Regions from separate parts of the Mus musculus genome. Here region 1 is linked to region 2. The links are chromatin contacts, called in public HiChIP or PLAC-seq maps. All regions are on one chromosome and are shown on one strand. Each heading gives the region's core, a stretch centred on a gene start, on an enhancer-like site or on the middle of the called end of the contact. The rest is flanking DNA. Distances are from core to core; before and after follow the strand shown. Region 1 holds the start of 2900089D17Rik (a long non-coding RNA gene). Region 2 holds the start of Atp5j2 (ATP synthase, H+ transporting, mitochondrial F0 complex, subunit F2).

Region 1 (3,802 bases), core at 1,147-3,646, 940 kb after region 2:
ACGGGTGACCTGTGCTCCCTCCGGGGGCACGGCCTCACCTGCCCTGCATCTAGGGACAACCCACAGCCGCTGGAATGCACACACCCGCCTCAGAGACCCAGGACCTTCACGGACACAGGACTGCTGGAGGTGGGGCACGGAAGCCTGGGGGGCCTGAGAGAAGCCCCATCCACTGGGGGTGAGAGAACTGCTTCTTGCAAATGTCTATAAAAGGAACCGGAGTCAGGCTGCTTAACTCCGACTCAGACAGAATGGCAACGTGACAAGCGACACCGGCCTCTTATGCCAAGTCTCACTCAGAGGGAATCACAGACGTGTGACTTGGACAAATTCCTGCCAAGCCACTAGGGAAAGACAGGACAGGGCCCGGCAGGCCACATCTGGAAGGGAGAAAGCTTAGTCACATGAGAAGTGTCCTCTCTTTCAGACCTAACATACCAGGCAGGGGAGGGCTCAGATGTTTACAGGGGAACACCTTTGCCCCAACCCCAAAAACAGACACACTCTTTCCCTAAACCAAAGGCAAAGCTGGCCCCCCTCCTGTGCTGCTCTCCTGGAGAGGGAGCCCCCCCACCCCCCAACATCCTGCATGCCTGCTTTTGTACTGATCAGCCTTGAAAAGCCAGGGGCTAGCAGCAGAGGGCACTGTGAACACACCTGCAGGGATCCAGGTGTGCATAACAGCCTGGGGGGGTGGGGGGGGTGAAGAGTGGTCACTACTTCAAGGATCAGGTACCCTCAAACCTGTCCTCGGAGGACCCAGGTTCCTTAATACTGGACGCCTCCATCCACAGGCTGCAACACAAGAGCCCAAGACCTTCCTGTGAGGGCAGTGGCACAGCCTGACCTTGTCCCAGATTCTACAGGACTGAAGAGCCCATGAGCAGAAGCCACAAGCCTACAAAACAACTCACTTCCCAGGGAAAGTCTCAGAGAAAGTGTTCTCCACCAGCAGCAGTCCAGACTGCAGTGGGACACTCCACAGTCTAGGATTTTGACTGCCTTGGCCCCAGACTATAGCAGCCATACTGCCCTGCTGTCCGTCCCCCCACACCCCAACCCCCAAGTTCAGGGGTCTGGTCCAAGAAGAGCCTCATGGGAACACTCCTGTCCACTGGGGGAGAGGAAAAAAAACAGAAACAAACCCAGCTGACTGTGGTAGGGCCAGGATCTGGTTGCTGGAACAAGCAGACATGAAATCCTAGTGAGCCCCCTGCACTGCTATGCCTCTCCCCACCTTCCTGCCTGCTTGCCACCTACCCCTATGAGACCTCTCCTTAAATCTGAGAGTTCAGCTAATATTTGTCCCATCCTCAGGGCTCTGAGAATTCCCATGCAGGGACTAGCCTCAAGGCCACACAGGAAGTCTCCCACCTCCATACAACTAACCCCCTTCTGTTCCCAGTGGCTCTCTCTCTGCACAGGAGACCCTATACTAATCCCCTTGGCTCAACAAGCTAGGACCACCTCCCAGTCTATGCTCCCTCTTTGGTGTGCCTCAAGCCCTCAGGTGGAAAGCTTGCAGAGAGAGAGGCGGCCAGCAAGACCAAGCTATCAGAGAGCCACCCCATCTACAGCTAGAGGAAGCAGCTGAGTCCCACTCCTCTCCCCTGCACCAGCTCCAAAAGCCAAGTCACTTGGGTCCCTGAAGGAGGACTCTAACTAACTGGCCTTCAGCCTTCTTCCCCCAAGCACATGATCAACCGAGGGTCCAGTGTCTTCCACCCTCAGTCATCTCTTGTGAGGCCACTCGCAAGTTTCCAAAATCATTAACTTCCTTATGGCTCCACTCTGCGCCTCTGACACACACTTTTGAAACGAAAGCTAAGTCCAAACAAGGGTTTCTTAATTCCATCTCAGAGACTTGGAACTTCCCCCTGCCAGACAAAGGCTGAAACCCTGCCCTGCACGAGCTGTACCTGGCCCATCCCCGGGTGAGTGGCCAAGTCCAACTTGGAAGCCGAATCCTCAAAGCCTGCCTAGAATGAGCCTGGCTGCATCTCTCACCTTCCATAAAGTCCCCACAAAGTTTCTGTCAGCTCCAGTTTGAGGGTAAAACAGCCACAACAACAAAACCACTCCAGCCCGGAACAAAGAAGCACGGGGTTTCCTCCTGGGCCAGCTAGTGGCCAGGAGTTGTTAAGCCCTGGTCGTCATTCTGCACCCTCACAGCCTTTGCTCTCTGCTGGCCACTTGGATCTCCTAAGTCCTTTGGCATACTGGCCTGCGGACTCAAGTCCCAATATCTCCTTAGTACTGGACACACTTGCGGAAACTGGAGGAAAAAAACCTAACAAAACAAACCCTGATTCGCTGCGGATCTCCAGTACTAGGGAGGAAAGACCATCAGTCTCCATTGTTAACATTCCTGCGTCCCACGCACTCCGGGTGCCATGCCTCCCAAATGCACTCAACTCCCCACAGAAAAGGGAACCCATCCTTCTGCCGCATAAAGTAAATTCAGAGCCAGGGGTGAGTGACCCCACCTTCTCCCACTGCAGTCCCTCCCCTGCGGGACTTCCCTCTGAGACAGGAGCCGGGCTGTGACCCCACCCCATCCCACCCCCGCTGGCCTTTTGCAAGATTCCGGCACGTGCGTTCTCCGCCGCCACCCCCCACCCCCAGGCTAGAGACTTACCTGCAGACCGGGCAGCCTCCGACCACGACGATGGAGTTGGCAGGATACCGGGTGACCGTTCGACTGTGGATGTTATAGACCCGGGGGTGGCTGGTGGGGATCCCTGTGGGAGCGGAGTGCTGATCAGCCCCGGGCGACTCGGCCCTCCTCCTCTCCTCCCTCCCTCCCCCTTAGCCCCCGTCCTCCCCGCCTCCAACGGGGCTGAGCGCGCCTGCGGGTGGGCTCTAGAAGCCAAGTGTGAACCCTCCGACACTAAGTTCACGGCCACCGGGGCAGGGCCTGGCCGGGCAGGGCGCTCCGGGTAGCAGCTGCCCCCCCGGCAGGCCCGCGCCGGGGACAGCGCGGTGCTTGGCCCGGAGGCCGTTCGGGGACCCCGAAGAGCTGCGGGCCCACCTGTGACGAGGTAGGGGTAGGGCGGCGGCGGGGGCGCGGTGGGGATGGCCCCGTAGCCGTGCGGGCCGCACGCGTAGTCGCCCTGGCCGGCCTCCAGGTTGTAGGCGGGCGGGCGCTCCTGCAACAGGGGCTTGTGGTCCATCGCGGCCCCCGGGGCCGCGCGCCCGCCAGCTCCGGCCCGGCTCGCTTCCTTCGGCCCGGCGGGGATGGCGGCGGTAGCGGCGACGGCGGTGTCCCGGGCAGCTCGGCCCAGTGAGGCGCGCGCCGGGCGGGGCGGGCGCGCCAAGGGTTCCCCGCCCTCCCGCCGGTCACAAGATCGGGGTCACGTGGGCGGGGCGGGGCGGGGCTGTGGGCGGGGTTTGGGCGAGGGCGTCTTAAAGACGCCTCAGCGGCTGCCGCTGGCGGGGTGTTGTCCTCGTTCAGTCCCGCCCCACAATGGATCTTGGACTTCCAGAGAAGTTCTGACTCCCGGCCACGGCCGGAGACCCAACAAGATCCTGGCCTCCTTTAGCTTTTGCTTTTTTTCTAAAAATAATAATAATAATGTTTGTTACAATTATTTGGGGGGAGGGTGTGTTTATATGAGTGGGCACGCATTTGGAAGCCAGAGAATAAATAACTTTCGAGAGTGGGTTCCTGCTTTCCACCATATGGGTCCTGAGATAGATTGGTTGACAGATTCTGCAGCAGGCGCCTCCACCGTTTTTCTGTGTTTGTTTGTTTGTTTTGGACCTAGGCTCATGTAGCCCAAGCTGGCCTGGAACTCTTAAC
Region 2 (3,920 bases), core at 1,101-3,600:
TTCAAACTCACAGTGATCCTCTTGCCTAAGGCTTTCAAGTCCTGGGATTGTTGCAGTGTGCCACTCTATCCAGCTTTCCCATGAGACTAAACATGCAAGTGGCTGGAAGGTGGCCTATAATTGTATTAGTGACAACTCTAAGCATAATGGATTCATCCTTTCATGAACACAAAGCAGTAGATAAATGGGACCCTTGAATGAGACTCCTCTCTTGCTTCCCCTCTGCCCCAAGACAGAGTCTGGGTAGCCCTGGCTGGCGTGGAACTCGTCCTGTAGACCAGGCTGATCTTGAGGGGAGGTCCACCTGCCTCTGTCTCCCGAGTGCTGGGGTCAAAGGCCTGTGACACCCACTGCCTCCTTCTCTCTTGCTCATTAAAATCTTGAAAAGTCAAAAGCATTCAGAGCTGAACTCTTGATACTGGCTCTACACTCAACTCTAAATACAGGCAGACTCAAGCATTCTGAGGCGAAGCAGGGTTTGGTGGTAAACACCTGTAATCCTAGCACTTGGGAACTTGACATAAGAAATGTTGGGCTGGTGTAGATCTTTGGTCCAAGATAGAATCACTTAAGACACTAAGATGATGACCCATGTGGGACCACCCAGCCCCTTCAGGGAAATGGTAACTGAGCCGACTACAGCCCCCTTCTATACTAATAGCTAGAGTGCCCTGCTCCCCTTCCAAAAACCCAGAAATGAGCACAACTTGGACTATAGGAGGATTTCTGGTGGTTAGATAAAAGCCACCATTCCTTAGGAACGGTAAAAAGAATTGTGACTATTCCACAGTGAATAGCAGGTAAAAGGAATCGGGAAGCCCAGTTTTCTGTCAAAAGGAGTCATTTTCCTTACCTTTGGCATTTACCAGCATATCAAAATGCATGCTGGCCTCCAGTCTCTCAATATCACAAATACCCATTACACACAGCAAAGGCCATGTTATAGCATTCTGGCTCTTTTCATCTTCTCTATGCTTCTCCCTTTAGCTCCTGGACTCCCCCCACCCCTCCAGCGAATCATTCTTATAAGCCTGCTATTCTCACTCCCACCCTACCCCATGCTCTCACTCTTAGATTGCTCTGACCATGTCCAGTCAGATGCCCATGTTAAGTCTACTTCTCTCTGCTCTTCCAGATGCCTCTGGCTGTTCCCTCTCACTCATATTTACAATAAACATCCCCTCTCCTGGGGGCTGGAGAGATGACTCAGTGGTTAAGAGCACCGACTACTCTTCCAAAAGTCCTGAGTTCAAATCCCAGCAACCACATGGTGGCTCACAACCACATGTAATGAGATCTGACGCCCTCTTCTGGCGCATCTGAAGACAGCTACAGTGTACTTACGTATAATAAATAAATAAATCTTTAAAAAAAAATCCCCTTTCCTTATGGGGGCTGGAGAGATGGCTCATCTGTTAAGAGCACTATCTGCTCTTTCAGAGGACCCAGGTTTCATTACCACAAATCACATAGGAATTCACTACTGTCTTTCTAACTTCAGCTCCAGGGGATCCAATGACCTCTTTTGACTTCAGTGGGCCCTGCATGCATGTGGTACACAGACATATATGTAGGCAAAACACCCATGTACATAAAAATAATTTTAAAAACCTTCACCTTAATTATACCATGGAGTGGTTATGTCAGTTTATACAGGCAGTGCACACATATAATTCCCATACATGAGTTGTCACTGCTAAAAGTTTCAGGCCAACCCAAAACATATACTGATTTCCAGGCTAGACTAACTCTGTTATTGCATACAGTCTTGCTGTATTTCAGGCCCAAATTTGGGAATTAATGGCAAGATAATGCCTGTAGCTATATAGTAGTCTGACTTTGGCGCTAACATGGCTTAAATCTAATACTTCTGATTTTGGGTCAAAAAAACTACCTTTACGAGCTTTAGAAAATACCCATTTAAGCAGGTGTCAGCTGTGGAGGCGTGTTTGCAATCATCATGGAAACCACTTAAGCATGTGGAGTGGAACTTCAGAGGGATTTGGGGGTCAGAGCAGTGAATAGCAAGTAAAAGGGACTGGGGAGGGTTAAAACAAATGTTCCTATTCAAGGCTTCTCTGCTTTTCTTTCTTTTCAGCATTGGGAATGGAACCAGAGCCTTAAGCACTCCGGGACTGAGCCACACCCCTAAGCCTCTCATTCCTCATGAGAGATCCAAAAGTAGAAGGCAAAAAGTCAAAAGGTCCCTTTTCTCTTTTGTCCTTTGCTTCCGCCTGGGATAGGTCTCAAAATGCTCTACCTAAGTGGTGATCTACTTCCCATGAGCCTCTGCTTCCCGCTCCGGCAGGGGTGCGTGCGCCCTTCCCAGCAGCCTTTGCGCGCGGCTGGAGTTCTGCGGACACCAGGACTTCAAGATGGCGTCACTCGGTGAGTACTCGGCCCTTTCCTGGCCTTGGGGTTGGAAGCCCGATTTGGGCACAGGCTCCAGGGCCACAGTGGGGTGAGAAGGAACCGCGGGAACTCTTGCTCTTCACCCGGGGCTTCACTGAAGCCTCCCCGGAAGCGCGCTGGACACTTACTATAAGGTCCTGTGCTCCCGCCCTCCTCCCTCCACTCTGCAGCGGATTTCTGCTGTGCATCGCCTGGCCTGGCGGTGGAAGACCCAGTCAGCACGGAGAGGCTTCTGGGGGCCTGCACATGCGTTGCCCGGAACCATTTGTCTGTCCTTCCGCGGAGGACTAAGCTGCTGCTTTTTCTTCCTGCGCGACTTGACACAGGCAGGGTCACTTGAACCTTTACGCTGGGCAGCGCTTGGACCTCCCTGGAGATGAGGCTTTCAGATTACGGTCCAGGACCAGCGAATGCCTAGAATGGTTCCCGACACCACATTATGTTACATACGTGTCGACTGAATACGCCTACTGGGGTGAAGTGACCTGTTCAAGGTCACCAGTCCTGAGAGAGCCTCGCTGGGATTCAGACCTAGGTTGGCGGGTCTCATGATAAATGAGATTACCTTTCAGAAATGTCCTTGTGACAGACAAGCAGATGTTCCCTTAACACGTACGAGTCAATCTCCACACACATTCATTGCGCACTGTTGGGATTACACATTATTGTTGTTTTTGTTATTATGTGTCCCACACGTGTCTAGGTATGGTCATGGGAATGCTGGAGCTTGTGTCCAGGTTCGAGGACAACTCCGAGGAACTCCAGTAGCCAGGCTAGCCATTTCACAGTTGTCTACCTCCTCCTTTTGAGACAGGGTTTCACCATGTAGCCCAGATTGGTCATGAACTTGCTGCCACAGTCGTGATGTATTAGCGTCTATCTCTGAGTGCTAGGATTACAGGCCTATGCTACTGTACTTAGCTTGTTACAGTGTTCTTTATCTCAGCCTGGGAAGGTGAAGGGGGGGGTGTCTAAAAACGGGGTGTGAAGGAGCTGAGCCTTTTTGATTTGGTTTGGTACTTGGTTTTGCAAGATAGGATTTCTTTGTGTAGCTCCAGCTGTAATGGAACTCATCTGTGGATCCACCTGCTTCTGTCTCCCCAGTACTGGGCTTAAAGGTGTAGGTCACTGCCACCTGGGGCATTAGCAGCTATTTTATCTGTAAAATGGTAGGAGATGGTTAGTGAACACAGCTTTCAGAAGAGACAACGGGAAGAGCATTAATGACACTGCTCAAGAGGCTGAAGAAGCACAATTGTCAGCCTGGGCCTTCCTCTCCAAAAAAAAAGTTGAAAAAATAGAAGTTTTGGATCCCAACCCCTACAGGATTTCTCTGCCACTCTGGCTATCCTTGAACTTGAACTCCACCTGCCTCTGCCTTCCCAATTGCTAGGGTTGAAGGTGTGTGCCGCCACTGCCACAACCACCACCCCTATCACTTTTTCTTGTTTTTTTTAAAGACAAGGTCTCCCTAAATAGCTGTGGCTATCCTGAAATTCACTAGATAG

The links. HiChIP or PLAC-seq counts read pairs in DNA pulled down with a chosen protein or histone mark.
Region 1: an H3K4me3 HiChIP or PLAC-seq map of bone marrow-derived macrophages shows a contact between it and region 2, with 4 times the contacts expected there. The contact joins the promoter of 2900089D17Rik here to the promoter of Atp5j2 in region 2. A contact is called at or near these places in 3 of 39 promoter capture datasets (the 3T3-L1 cell line and liver) and 1 of 115 datasets of contacts at active chromatin or transcription factors (bone marrow-derived macrophages).

What each region holds. Positions count from the first base shown.
Region 1 is chr5:144,254,749-144,258,550 of GRCm38.p6, reverse strand. It overlaps 2900089D17Rik (a long non-coding RNA gene), which reads left to right and starts at 2,396. Exons shown (of 3, transcript XR_868683.3): 1 at 2,396-2,472. It overlaps Bri3 (brain protein I3), which reads right to left and starts at 3,326. Exons shown (of 3, transcript NM_018772.4): 1 at 3,032-3,326; 2 at 2,639-2,741. The coding sequence starts at 3,173. It overlaps Gm38675 (a long non-coding RNA gene), which reads right to left and starts at 70. Exons shown (of 2, transcript XR_868679.3): 1 at 1-70.
Region 2 is chr5:145,189,971-145,193,890 of GRCm38.p6, reverse strand. It overlaps Atp5j2 (ATP synthase, H+ transporting, mitochondrial F0 complex, subunit F2), which reads left to right and starts at 2,350. Exons shown (of 4, transcript NM_020582.3): 1 at 2,350-2,388. The coding sequence starts at 2,376.